Linked DNA regions of Mus musculus: all the other regions are linked to region 3. The links are chromatin contacts, called in public promoter capture Hi-C maps. All regions are on one chromosome and are shown on one strand. Each heading gives the region's core, a stretch centred on a gene start, on an enhancer-like site or on the middle of the called end of the contact. The rest is flanking DNA. Distances are from core to core; before and after follow the strand shown. Region 1 holds the start of Wdr35 (WD repeat domain 35). Region 2 overlaps Hs1bp3 (HCLS1 binding protein 3). Region 3 holds the start of Pum2 (pumilio RNA-binding family member 2). Region 4 holds the start of Matn3 (matrilin 3).

Region 1 (3,224 bases), core at 51-2,550, 300 kb after region 3:
AGATTTGGGAACTTTGTTAACATCAGGATACCCCAAAGGACAATGGGGACATGGGAAAATGGCTCAGTGGGTGAAGTGCTTGCTGCAAACATGAGGACAAGTGTTTGGATCCCCAGCACTCCTAGAAGCCTGGTTAGCTGTGCTGCACCTGTAACCCCCGTGTTGAGAGGGGATCAAGCGATGCTGGAGGTCATTGGCGGGGCAGTCTCGCCCACACTGTAAGTTCCAAGGTTACGGAGATATCCTGCCTCAGAAAATGAGATGGCAAGTTATTGAAGAAGGTACATGATGTAGGTCTCTGGTCTGCACATGTGCTTCCACATACATGCACACACGAGGGAAGATGTACAAAAAGTTAAGAGAAATATAGAAAAATCACTCTCTGGATAGAAAAGCTCTAACACCTCACATATTTTGAAACGGGAGGGTACGCCACAATGTAGTTGTAGCTTTAATGACCCAAAGGTCATATTACTCCCATTACAAGGACCCTTGACATAATTTTTAAGGTGTTTTAAGGATTCTGTGTTGGCTAGTCCTATGTCAGCTTGATGCACAAACTAGAGTTATCTGAAATGCTGTACGGCATTTTAAAAAACTAGTTATTGATTGGGGAGGGCCATCCCTGGGCTGGTGGTTCTGGGTTCTATAAGAAAACTCTCTATGGCCTTTGCATCTGTTCCTGCCTCCAGGTTTCTACTGCCCTGTTTGAGTTCCTGCTGACTTTCTTAGATTATGAACAGCAGTATGGACGTGTAAGCCAACTAAACCCTTTCAAGCTCCTCACCTTGCTTTTTGGTCATGGTGTTTTGTCGCAGCCATAAGAACCCTAATCCAACGCAAAATAATAGTGCCCACTCCTAAATTGCTTCAGAGGGCTCTGTAGTTCTCTCAAAGAAGGCAGTCCTCAAAATGCACATCTGCACTGCCATTTTTTATTTGTCCGATGGTGCCAGCCTACCAAATGCAACAACTGACGTTCTTTTCAAGAATATTGGTCGGGGTCGGGTGGAGCGGTTAGAGAGAAAACACAGAACTCCTGAGACCTTTTTTGGAAGGGGCTCCCTTTAGCTTATACTGACTCCTGACGCACGACTATTAGCGTGATGTTGTAACACAGCGGCGGGGATGAAGGGACGGCGCTGGGAGAGATACGCATGGCAGATCGCTAAACTGAGAGCAGAAAGGCTCGAAGCCAAGGCATTGAAGAACTGATCAACTTCACCCCACACCAATTACACAGCCGCCCCATCGCCCGCGCAGGCGCACGACGACCAACACGGGGCGGGAGGCCACGCCGGAAGTTCTCTAAGCGCCCCGGATGCGACTGGGCGGCGGTGGTTGCCAGGCGACGGGAGCTTCTCCGATCCACCAGTGCTCGCAAATGGAGGTGTAGAACCCGTTATATATTAGCGTGCCTTGACCGCTGTGGGTCGTCTTCTCCGAGTTCCCACGATGTTCTTCTACCTGAGCAAGAAAGTGAGTTTCTCCTGGGGACCGCCGTCGCGCCGCCTCCATTCCTGTAGCCCGCCGGTGCCCGCATTCTCCCGGGACTGCAGGCGGCTGCCAGGCAGCTTCTCCATCTTCCTGTCACCTATCTCCTCTCACAGGTCTCTGTGCTCCGGTAGTCCTTGGCAGAGCCAGCAGCTCTTTCTCAGGATTCTTCCACATTCCAGTCATGCCAAGTTTCTTTTCAGTGATAAAAAGTGATCACCAAGCGCTGGTGGTCTTTCCTCTGCTACTTGTTGATCCAGAAGGTAGATTATGACAGTCTGCCCTAAGAGAGAAATATAAGTGTGGTGTGGGAAAGGAAGTAAGAGCAGCAGCGATACGAATTTATGTCTCAGTTCCCGCCTCAGTTCAGACACCCCCACCCCGTTCCCGCCCGCTTCCTTGGCAATCACCTTCCTTTATGTGCACTTCTTTACAGAATGCTAGGGCTCAGAACATTTAAGAAGACCACAGCCATTTTCATAATAGTTCATTTTGCTGCAGGGCGTTATTGTTTCTCTCTCCCTTTTTCATGCTCTTTTTTGAGACAGGATATTGCTGTGTAGCCCAGGCCAGCTTCCAACTTTCCACCCTTCTGCCTCAGTGCTGGGATTGGTAACATGGGCTACGACAAGTTCGGGCAGGTTTCTTCTTGGAAGATGTTTGCCTGTCTATATCTCCTGGATGGAGATCCTCCAACTCCTTCGTGAAAAGCTAGCATCACTGTGATTCGTGTTTACAGATTGCTGTTCCCAATAATGTGAAGCTGAAATGTATATCCTGGAACAAGGACCAAGGGTTCATAGCATGTGGCGGTGAGGATGGATTACTGAAAGTTTTAAGACTCGAGACACAGACAGGTAAGTGATCATCACCAGTACAGATGTGTGAAACTGGTAGAAAGCAGTGGCTAGTGGCTAGTGGCTAGTGAGACCTACTTATGGTATTTGTCATTATGAAGTTTTAATTTTTTTAAAGGGGTTTATTCTTATGGTATGGGTGTTTTGCCTGAACGTATTTTATGGTGTCACATGCATGTAGTGCCTGTGGGGGCCAGAAGAGGGCATGGGATCTTTTCCTTTGTAACTAGTTACAGATGGTTTGTAGGTGCCGAGAACTGACCACTGGTTCTCTTCAAGAACAACACGTGTTCTTAACCACAGACCCATCTCTCAAGCCCCTCCTGTCACTGTTTCTGAGGCAGAGTCTTCTGAGACAGGCCTGAGAAGTTGCCATGTAGGACAGGCTAGTTGGCCTGAAAACTTCCATCTGTGTCTGCCTCCTGTGTCCTCTCTGAGATTACAGGAGCGTGATCTGATCCCTGTGTTAGGTATGAGTTTTGGGGCTCTGAGGTCAGGCCCTCACACTTGCACAGCAAACTCTTTACTGACTCAGCCATCTCCCGAGGAGATGCCTTATTTATTGCCTTTCAGATCCAGCAGTTACTGGTAAAGTGTTTTTTTGTTTTTGTTTTTGTTTTTGTTTTTTTTTTTAAGATATTTATCAGTATTATCAGATTTTTGTTCTCATGCCAGCTTGATTGATTTTATTTCCACTTGGTCTTTTAAAAAGTCTCTCTCTCTCTCTTTCTCTCTCTCTCACACACACACACACACACACACACACACACACACACACACACACATTTGAGAACTGTTTTGTGGGATATTTTCAAGATAAGGTTTCTCTGTGTAGCCCTGGGTTCCTGGAATTCACTCTGTAGAGCAGGGCGG
Region 2 (3,058 bases), core at 135-2,634, 330 kb before region 3:
CATGGTTGTTTGCCCCACAGATAGCATTTTTCCAATCATGACTTCTTTTGATCACTGGTCTGTGACCTACAGCCAGTCTGTCTCCCAGTTATCCAGTAAAGTCTGTGTGTGATAAAGCCAGAATTTCAGTGTTGTTCTTTTCCATGCCTGGGCTGAGAGGAGAAGTGGTGGTGGTGGTGGTGGTGGTGGTGGTGGTGGTGGTGTTGTGTGTGTGTGTGTGTGTGTGTGTGTGTGTGTTGAGGGGATTGTCCTTTGTAGCCAGGGAAGGTACTCTTATGTCTCTGACTCTGTGTGTTTCTCTCTCTCTCTCTCTCTCTCTCTCTCTCTCTCTCTCTCTCTCTCTGTGTGTGTGTGTGTGTCTGTCTGTCTGTCTGTCTGTCTGTCTGTTTCCATGTCTCTGTCTATTTCTATCCCCACCTCTCTATCTCTGTCTTTCTGTCTGTCTCTTCCTTTCTCTCTTTGTGATGGAGGCTGGGATAGTCCCTTGTAACCAGGGAAGGTACTCTATGCCTCTGACTCTCTGTGTTTCTGTCTCTTTGTTTCTGTGTGTCTCTCTCTATGTGTGTCTATCTCCGTTTCTGTCTCCCCCTCTCTATTGCCTTGTCTCTCTTTTGTCTCTGTCTCTGTGTCTCTCTGTCTGTCTCTCTCTGTGTCTCTGTCTCTGTCTCTGTCTCTGTCTCTCTCTCTCTCTCTCTCTCTCTCTCTCTGGTGGGGGGCTGGAATAGTCCTTTGTAACCAGGGTAGGTATTCTATGTCTGCTAACTCTGGCCCAGCCCTCCAGACTGTCTCTTAGCTGGAACTAGGAGAAAGGAAGGAAGGAAGGGATCTAGGAGATCTAGTTTTTCCCACTGTGTAAACTGAGGCAGAGGGCCCAGAAGGAGTCTCTGGCTAGTAATCACTCAGCCAAGCCCCGTGTGGAATGAGGACCCCTTCCCTCCAGATTCTCATCTTGGGTTCTCCACATGGAACTGGAAGTACCATGATTTCAGACATGCCCCACCTGATGGATATAATACACAGGCCTAGCCTTGCACCCCAGCAGCCCAGCACGGCACTGCTGCATGTCGGGTTCTTCAGCATACAGCTCTGCAGGCTGCCACCCACCACAGAGCAAACAGCTTCTTAGGGATTCTCAGATGTGTGCAGTCTGAGCCACCCCTCAGCCTCTCTTCCCAGTACTTAGGTTTGAATTCTTAGGACTGAGTTGGAGTCTGTGTTCTTGAGGGTGAACTAACGGCTGTTCTGTTCTGAGGACTGACTCTTCGGGAGCCCGCAGCTCCAGTATCTCCAAGCAAGAGAAAGTGACGGCTGGGCAGCAGTGTGTGCTTCTTTGGGGCTATTATGGGCCCCGTGGGCAGGAAGTGTTGCCAGCGGCTGCATCCGCTGCTCCCTTCCTCCCAGTGTTGTTCTTAGAACATTGTGAACTTGAGACAGTTCTGCAAAGTCCCAGTTCTGGGGCTAATTCTGGCCGGGCTGGCATCCTGTGCTCTGCTGCATAGAGGGGCCATTTCTGCATCTCTGGTCATGCCCATGTGCTCAAGGATCGGCTCTGAAACTAGAGTCCTTGCTGCAGAGGCTAATCACAGCCAAGTCCTGCTGCTCTTTGTTCCTAGCTATCACTAGGCTTGGTGTCTACAGACTGCCATCCAGAGCCAGGCTGATGTGAAAGGCTGTGTGTGCTTAGCTTTCGAGCTCGCTCACCACCCGGGCTATACGCATCCCCAGAAGAGGACCACAAAGCCACCAGTGTATCTCCTGCCTGGATGCCAGGTACTTCCCAGTTCAGCTACCTCTCCATAGGCTGAGGACAGCCCAGAGCAGGCATGATGTGCAAAGTGCCTTGGAGTAGCTGAGCCCTCAGTTCTAGTCTTAGATGCCCCCATGGACTGCAGACTGTTGTTTTGAGCAATCATTACCCAACTCTATACCCTAAGGAGTCAGGAGAAAGGTGGCCAGGGACTGGTAGAGAAGTGACACAAACAGCTAGCAGTCCTCATGTGACTCTCAGCACTTTAGTGAGAGGTGGTCAGGTTGGGATCATGGAAGCTTGCTGCTCTCCTAAAGGATCAAAGTCTGGGACCTACAACCCATGACAGGTTGGGTTTCTCACAGCCACCTGTAACTGCAGATCGAAGGGATCGTGACGTCCTCTTCCCACTGCTGTAGGAACCTGTTCACACCTGTGCACAGGTGTCCTATGAAATGCTCGCAATCGAATATGTTTTGAAAAGATTATCGCAGGGGCTGGGGAGATGGCTCAGTAGTTAAGAGCACTTAACTGTTCTTCTGAAGGTCCTGAGTTCGATTCCCAGAAAACCACATGGTGGCTCACAACCATTTGTAATGAGATCTGATGCCTTTTTCTGGTGTATCTGAAGACAGCTACAGTGTACTCATATAAATAAAATAAATAAATCTTTTTTTAAAATATTAACTCAGCCAGGCGGTGGTGGCACACCCCTTTAATCCCAGCACTTAGAAGGCAGAGGCAGGCGGATTTCTGAGTTCGAGGCCAGCCTGGTCTACAGAGTGAGTTCCAGGACAGCCAGGGCTACACAGAGAAACCCTGTCTCAAAAAACAAACAAACAAAAAGACTGACTCTCTCAATTCCTGAAATAGGATGTACTTTGGCTGAGTTGTAGCTGTGCTTGAAGAAGCTTAGGGAGCTGGTCGTAGAGGGACTCTTACCCAAGGAGCTGCCTACTAAGTGGCAGTGGCCAGGTGGAGTCATCGAGGCCTGTGGCTTCCGCTCAGTGAGCCTCTCCGAAGCACTGGCTGTTATAGGTGCTGGGTGTTGTGCAGTGAATAACCATGATGTGCAGACCTCGGGGCCCGCTCTGCTTGCTGACTCCTGGCTCTTGTTTCCATGGCTCTGGCCACTGTGAGGGGCTAGAGATTGTACTCCTCAGGTCAGGCTGAGAATAAAGCTTCAGCCACTGACACGGAGATCATGCGCTCCACTTGGGTTCCGTGAGTGGGTTTTCCCTCTGCTGATCACGTTCAGAGGCCTGATGCTTCTCTGCCAACCCCACAAACACAGCCTCAGTCACTTCCTTC
Region 3 (3,193 bases), core at 636-3,135:
ACTTGGGCAGGAGGTAGAGACGTGATATGCCTGGGAGATGCAGAAGCATCTATCTCTACATGTTTATGGGTTGGAATTTAAAAACCCAGTACAACAATGTTGCAATGTTGGGAAGTGGTAGCCTAATAACAGGGGGATTGAGGATCTGGGGGGAGATGGCTCATTCGGTAATAATGTTTACTGAGCAAGCACAAAGATGGTTTGAGTTCCAGAACCTGTTTATAAAACAGGGAATTGTGGCAACTATAGGTAATCACAATGCCTGGCAGACAGAGACAAAAGGATTCCTGGGACTCACTGGCCGGCCAGCCCAGTAAAATCTCAGTGAGAGTGTCAACCTCATCCCTCCACGTGCCATGCACACACATGTGCACCTGTACACACACAAACATGCATATTGATATTTAAAAAGAGGTGGGATTAAGTCAAAGGGCTCTCCTGCATAAATTAGTATCACTATCTAGGGAGTATATGTTATTTTGAGTAGATTATTATAAAAGCAAGCTCAAGCCCTCCCCTCCTGGTCTTTTGTCCTTTTGAGTTTTATCATGGGATTGATTACACAGCCCCAAGGATCTTTCCACTACTTTTAGCATTGGACTTCCTAGTCTTCAGACGCTTGGGAAGTAAATTTATTTTCTTTATTAATGACCTGATTTAGTATTCTGTCAAAGCGATACAACAGTAAGATTTTTATTTATTTATTTATTTATTTATTTTGGTTTTGGTTTTTTGAGACAGGGTTTCTCTGTATAGCCCTGGCTGTCCTGGAACTCACTTTGTAGACCAGGCTGGCCTTGAACTCAGAAATCCGACTGCCTCTGACTCCCAAGTGCTGGGATTAAAGGCGTGCGCCACCACGCCCGGCAAGATAAATTTTAAATCAGTCTGTCTTTATAATGATGAAAACCCAAAGAGCTGTGTTTAACAGGCACTAGGATACATCACATGAACAAAGCACATACAGTCCTTAGCCTGGTAGAGCTCACAGATGCCTAGGGAAGACACTGAGTTAATTAAAAGGCCCTGGATTGTCAAAACCAGGAGGTAAGCCATTAATTAGGAAGTTGTCCCATGAGGGCCTAAACTCTCCAAGAGAGGTGTGATAGAAAGTGGTCCCAACGACTGCGACCAAATCTTTGGAGCCATTGTTGTTCCCTGCAGATTTCAAGGAAGGGCAAGACAATTCTGTAACTGGTAATAAGAAAACATTCAGTCTGATACATAGCCAAGGTAGTTTCTTTTGTGCTTACCCAGTACCCCTGGCTCATCAATTGCAGGAAGTCAGTAACACTTGCCTACTGTAGACGATAACAAGGTGCATTTTTTTTTTATCCCTAAACCTCCAACATTTGAGTGGAAAAGGGGAGATAAACGTTGAGCGGTAGGGCTGTATTAAGGTCTACAACTCCTGTAGGTGCCAGCATACCGGAAGTAGGGGGAAAGAGACTTCAATTTTGGGGTGCATGGGCAGCAGTGCTTACACACAGGCAGTTTAGGGAGAACAATGAGATATCCGGGAGGAAGCGGTGGATGAATAAATTCAGTCTCACACAGAAAGTCGGGGGTTTGCAGCACCACACGAGGCGCGTGACCAGCCCCGGGAGCAGAGCGCCAGAGGTCCGGCGTGCAGGCCAGCCCTGATCCCAGAAGGTAAAGGCCGGGAAGTGCACGCCCGATGGCGGCCTCACCCGCGAGGAGAGCGCCGCGCCAGTGCGCACGCGCGGAGCCCCGGCCGGCCCCCTGCGCCCGGCGCGCGGGAGAAGTACGCACTTCACTGCGAGGCGTCGCGGCTGGGTGAGTGCTCCCCCCTTTCTCCCGCAGTGCTTTGCGCGCGGCCGGTGGGCGGGGGAGGGAGGGGAGGGGAGGCGGCGGCGGCAGCCATGTTGTTGTGAGTCTCTGTGCCTCACCCTCGGTACTTCGGTGGTTCGGAGGAGGAGGGGGAGGAGAAGAAGGAGGTGGGGTGGGGGGGAGGGAGGTAGGAGGAGGAGAAAGAAGACGTCGCCGCCACCGGAGGCGGAGGGGGAGGACGGACGGCCGAGAGCGTCGCCGCCGGTGCCCAACGGTCGGTGTCCCCCGGCTGAGGCAGCGCGGCCGCAGCAGCCCTGTAAGTCAGCCCGCGCTCGCTTCGTCGGGTCCGTGGGCGCCGCGGGGGCCGGCTCTGGGCTTTGTGTGGCGGCCTCCGCGGGAGCAGGCCTCGGGCGGGAACGGGTCGGGCCTGGGCGGGGATCGCGGCGGGCCGCGGCCTGGGCCCCGCTCGCACAATGCCGGGGGAGGGGAGCCGGAAGGGGGTGTGCGCCGGCGGGGGAGGGGGCGCACTCGCCGCTTTCCCGCTTCCTTCCCGCGCCCCGCGCCCTTTGCCGGCCTTAGTGACCAGATCCGTGTGGGTGCCAGGCGGCCTCCAGCCCCTCGGTGCCCACAGTCTGGAAGAAGCACGGTGAATCCAGAGAAACGTGCGAGGTGGAAGTGGGTGAAGCGGAAGGAGTGGGTTTATGAGAGCGAGGGTGGGTGGGCGGGGGTCGCTAGGTTGGGGTGCGGGGTGGTCCTCTGGCCTGCGAGTGTCCAGGAAAACCTTGGCAAACGGATGTGAATGTGAAAGAAAATCGGGACTGGGGTTCGACCTGTTCAGGTGCCTTAGAAAGGAACGTGGTGCTTTTTGTTAGGGGAACATCTCTTCGGTACCCGAAGAACGAGGAACTTGAAAGCCGAAGACCAAAACAGCGACTTCAGATATTCGAACCTTAGTTTTGCTTGTGAATACGGTCAAATTTGAGGGGAAATAAACTGTGCGGAGTTTATGGCCGAACACGTGTAAAGTTAGTGCTTCTTCCAAGAATACGGCTTTAGAAACCCTTCTTTTTCCTCGTAGCCTTTTATTCTGTAACAGCTGAACTTTTGGGGAAGGGAATGGAATTCAGACGTTTTATGTACAAAAGAAGACATGCTATGATAGTTTTTTTCAGATTTAAAGAAATCTGGAGGAAGGGGTTTTCTGTGATGATTTCAGGAGAAATGTTTTTAAATGCTTAGCAGGGTGCAGTGCCTGGAAACGATACAGTGTGTCACGAAAGCAGTTTTAAGGAGTTACCTTGGCGTGTTTGAAGCTTGTTCACCGCTTAGATTCGTGACTCCTAACCATGTGACCGGGTGAATGGAGGATGGTTTAGGGAATTCTGGCCAGGAATCCTGTTAA
Region 4 (3,401 bases), core at 519-3,018, 270 kb after region 3:
ATTACTGTACCCAGCTCGATGTGAATTCTGGGGTTCAGAACTCAGGTCCTTATACTTCACCCACCAGAGCCAGCTCTCCAGACCAACACTTCTTAGAAAGCCACTAATGCCATCGTGGCAGTGTTCCCTCGTGACTTCTTTCAGGCATGCTTATTTCCCAAGTAGTCTGGGACCTTGAGGCTTAAGTTCCCGACTTCTGAACGTGAAGAGTGCACATTCTAACTACAGCAGTGTGTTCATGTTACTGTGGGATCGGATTCCACAACTTCTCATTTTGCAGAATTGAAAGCTTACAGCCACCAATCAACTCCAACTGCCTTCCTTCCCAGTTTCCCAGGAGCCAGCTTTCCACTGTTTCAATGCAAACTGACTACTTTAGATACTCCTTACAAACGGTATCATTCTAAACATGTCTCCTGTGGCTGGCTTATTTCACCTTGCAACATGCCCTCGAACTTTATCTCGAAGGCTGCTTAGTATTCATACATGCAGTGTGATGGTTAGTTTTGTCAACTTGGCATAAGCTGGAGTCATCGGAGGAGAGAATATTGACTGAGAAAACGCCTCTGTAAGATCGAGCTGTAGGCAAGCTTGTAGGACACTTTCTTAATTAGTGAGCGATGTGAGAGGGACCAACCCATTGTGAGTGGAGCAACTCCTGAACTGGTGGTCCTGGGTTCTATAAGAGAGCAGCCTAAGCAAGCCAACAAGCAGCACTCCTCTGTGGTTTCTGCATCAGCGCGTGTCTTCAGGTTCCTGCCTTGAGTTTCTGTCCTGACTTTCTTTAATGCTGAACAGCAATGTGGAAATGCAAGCCAAATAAACCCTTTCCTCTCAACACTACTTTGGTCATGGTGTTTCATCGCAGCCATAGTAACCCTAAGACATGCAGATACTATCTTCTGTGTATCCACTCACCCAGAGGACACCAGGTTACCTCTACCTCTTAGCTGTTGTATAATTTGTAGGAGACATGACTGTCAGGTTACCACGCGCTGGATGGTAGAAAGGCAACAGTCGTGGCAGAAAAGACTGGATCGGCTCTGTTGAGACTCATTCATGCTCATTGCAGTGGTTGAAAATCCAGCTCAGCTCTCCTCCCCTGTTAGAAGCCCTTCCTACGCACACAGGCCACTTTTATAACCCATCACGTTCCCCTAACAGTATACTATCTGTGCATCTTCTCTCACACAGTGAGTTGAAGGTCTCCCGAGCAGTTTCCAGCCCTGTGCTGGTTATTCTTCCGGAGAGGAAGTGGGTGTTCTTCCAGCAAACCGGAGGCTCTTTGGGGAAGTATATGTTTGATTTACTATTCCTGGTAGTATAAGTTTAAATGTTTATGAATATTTAAAACGGGGCTAAAAGCATCCCATTCACGATGCTAGAATTTGTGAGGCCTATCCTTAAAAAAAAAAAAAAATCACAGCAAGTTTTCTTGGCCGGTGAAAGGTGCGTTGTGTGAGGCTCTTGTTCTGCAGTGGGTACAGAACTTGAAGTTTGTCAAACAGAATCTGGGGGCACAGATCTGGCCGGGATAGAGCAGGAGTCCCCCAATCCTAGCCTGGTTTTACAAGGAGGCAATCGGCCAGGAGGCACCCAGCCGAGCCCACCGGACTAGGCGGGCAGTGACCACTGTGCCGCTGGCCGCCTAGTCCCAGACATTCCGCTCCTGCCACTGGAATGCACAGACAGGGCTTCTTGTTGGCCTTTGGCGGTTCCCGGGCTCTCGTGGCAAGGCCTTCTAGTGGGCGGGGCGGGGCGGAGCCTCAGAAGCGGGACCTTTAAATTGGTTGCCAATGTGAGGCCCTATGGCTGAGACCTCTGACCCTGTGTACCCCAGTTACCTCGCGGCTCACAGACCCCGGCAGGTCGTCAAGCCCATCATGTTGCTCTCAGCCCCCTTACGCCACCTCCCGGGGCTTCTGCTGCTGCTCTGGCCGCTGTTGCTCCTGCCTTCCCTGGCTGCTCCTGGACGTTTGGCCCGCGCGAGCGTCCGCCGGCTGGGGACACGAGTCCCCGGAGGCAGCCCTGGGCATCTCTCTGCTCTGGCTACTTCCACCCGCGCGCCATATTCCGGGGGCCGCGGCGCAGGTACAGTGGGGTGGGTGGGTGGTAAACTTATTCTCCAGAGAGGGTGCCACAGCCATAGCTGGGAGGAGGGAAGAGGGGCCGGGACCCAGGAACGTAGCATGCTACATCTACGTGCCTTTATCCCAGCCTCAGGCAGGCAGGGTGCTGCATCCTTTCCCCCTGCAGTCCTGCTCAGAAACTGAGGGTCTGACAACGCAGGGGAGCGGGTAGGGCTAGAATGTAAGGTCATGCGCATATAGCATCTGGTATCCTGAATTTCCTTGTGATTTGGGAAGGGGGCAACGTGCACCTGTAGGAGCGCCAGCCAGGGAATGGGGGCTCCCAGCTCTATCTGGCCTTGGTCTTTTGGCTAGGGAGAGCAAACTTTTCCTGACACTCTGTTTGCTGTTACCTGGAAATCTTCGTCTATTTTGCATTCACTGTGTGCCTTTTTTCCTAAGAAGAAAGGATTTAGAGGAGACTCAGAATATGGAAAAAGGCACGACTTAGCGGAGGTGTAGGAAGTGAGAGTAGGATGGCAAACCAAGCTGCCATTTAGGTGTCCAGGGAGGATCTTGTTCTAGAACCCTACTCTGTTCTGCCCCAGCCCTGGGATTCTGCTCATACCGACTGGGCCCCACACTCCAAACTATACTCTGTCAGTCCCCAAAGAACCAGACAGGTCTGGTCTTTGACGAACAACTCCACTCCCCCCTACCCCCAGCCACTAACATTGCTCTGAGCAGAACAAATCTACAGAGCCCAGAGAAGCTGATAAACACCTGTCATGACCCCTCACAAGACATACAGGGACCTCAAGGATTAACATAGTGAAAAAAAAAAAAGCCAAAACCAAAATCAACATCAGATCCCCTGAGTGAAAATCAAAACCCCAAAAGTCAAGCAGGGGCTCCGTCCACTGTACAGCTTGCCAAAGTTTCTGCACCACTTACAGAAGATTGCCTCTTTCTTACCCAAAGATCCAGCTCTAGTCTGTCTGGTCTTCACTTGAAAGAGGCTATAGCAAACCATGTTTTAGGCGTTCAGGCTCATCTGGCCAGCCGTGGTGTTTGGCTGTTTTGCATGGTCTGTCTCCTCCTGTGATTTGCTGGATATGTGGAGGACCAGCTCAGGAAACTCCATCAAAACTGATTTGAAATCCCAGATTGAAAATGACAAGAGCATTGGCACCTAGATGGGCACAAGTGGAACCCATGCAAGTTAAGTTAACCATCAGAGTTGTGCCCACAAGCCCAAGTTCTCTTTTCTTGAGAATCAAACTGTCGATCTTGAGACTGCGATTAAAGAACACTGTGTACCTTTGCAGAGGG

What was found. Promoter capture Hi-C pulls out the DNA fragments that hold promoters and counts their contacts. Capture Hi-C pulls out chosen DNA fragments and counts their contacts.
Region 1: a promoter capture Hi-C map of liver shows a contact between it and region 3. The contact joins the promoter of Wdr35 here to the promoter of Pum2 in region 3. A contact is called at or near these places in 11 of 39 promoter capture datasets (the C10 cell line, the HPC-7 cell line, cranial neural crest and 7 more), 1 of 15 datasets of contacts at CTCF or cohesin (the NIH/3T3 cell line), 4 of 484 Hi-C or Micro-C datasets (Th1 cells, bone marrow-derived macrophages, embryonic stem cells and 1 more), 9 of 115 datasets of contacts at active chromatin or transcription factors (bone marrow-derived macrophages, embryonic basal ganglia, embryonic hindbrain and 6 more) and 3 of 9 other capture datasets (adipose tissue, liver and pancreatic islet).
Region 2: a promoter capture Hi-C map of the HPC-7 cell line shows a contact between it and region 3. The contact joins the enhancer-like site here to the promoter of Pum2 in region 3. A contact is called at or near these places in 8 of 39 promoter capture datasets (the C10 cell line, the HPC-7 cell line, cranial neural crest and 5 more), 2 of 484 Hi-C or Micro-C datasets (CD4 T cells and muscle stem cells), 7 of 115 datasets of contacts at active chromatin or transcription factors (bone marrow-derived macrophages, effector CD8 T cells, epiblast stem cells and 4 more) and 2 of 9 other capture datasets (liver and pancreatic islet).
Region 4: a promoter capture Hi-C map of pre-B cells shows a contact between it and region 3. The contact joins the promoter of Matn3 here to the promoter of Pum2 in region 3. A contact is called at or near these places in 9 of 39 promoter capture datasets (the C10 cell line, cranial neural crest, frontonasal cranial neural crest and 5 more), 6 of 115 datasets of contacts at active chromatin or transcription factors (the 230-238 cell line, astrocytes, embryonic forebrain and 3 more) and 2 of 9 other capture datasets (adipose tissue and pancreatic islet).

Annotation. Positions count from the first base shown.
Region 1 is chr12:8,972,701-8,975,924 of GRCm38.p6, forward strand. Wdr35 (WD repeat domain 35) reads left to right here and starts at 1,301. Exons shown (of 27, transcript NM_001159527.1): 1 at 1,301-1,479; 2 at 2,234-2,351. The coding sequence starts at 1,456.
Region 2 is chr12:8,343,702-8,346,759 of GRCm38.p6, forward strand. Hs1bp3 (HCLS1 binding protein 3) reads left to right here. Exons shown (of 7, transcript NM_021429.3): 7 at 1-123. Among named protein-coding and RNA genes, the nearest start is that of Gm33134, 19 kb to the right of the region's middle. Within about 2 kb of position 1,385, at least 142 of the 459 cell types and tissues checked have an H3K27ac peak or open chromatin away from gene starts, as enhancers often do. A contact at or near this core is called in the HPC-7 cell line, bone marrow-derived macrophages, effector CD8 T cells and 5 more, where this site is marked.
Region 3 is chr12:8,672,374-8,675,566 of GRCm38.p6, forward strand. It overlaps Pum2 (pumilio RNA-binding family member 2), which reads left to right and starts at 1,886. Exons shown (of 21, transcript NM_001160220.1): 1 at 1,886-2,107.
Region 4 is chr12:8,946,161-8,949,561 of GRCm38.p6, forward strand. Matn3 (matrilin 3) reads left to right here and starts at 1,769. Exons shown (of 8, transcript NM_010770.4): 1 at 1,769-2,091. The coding sequence starts at 1,884.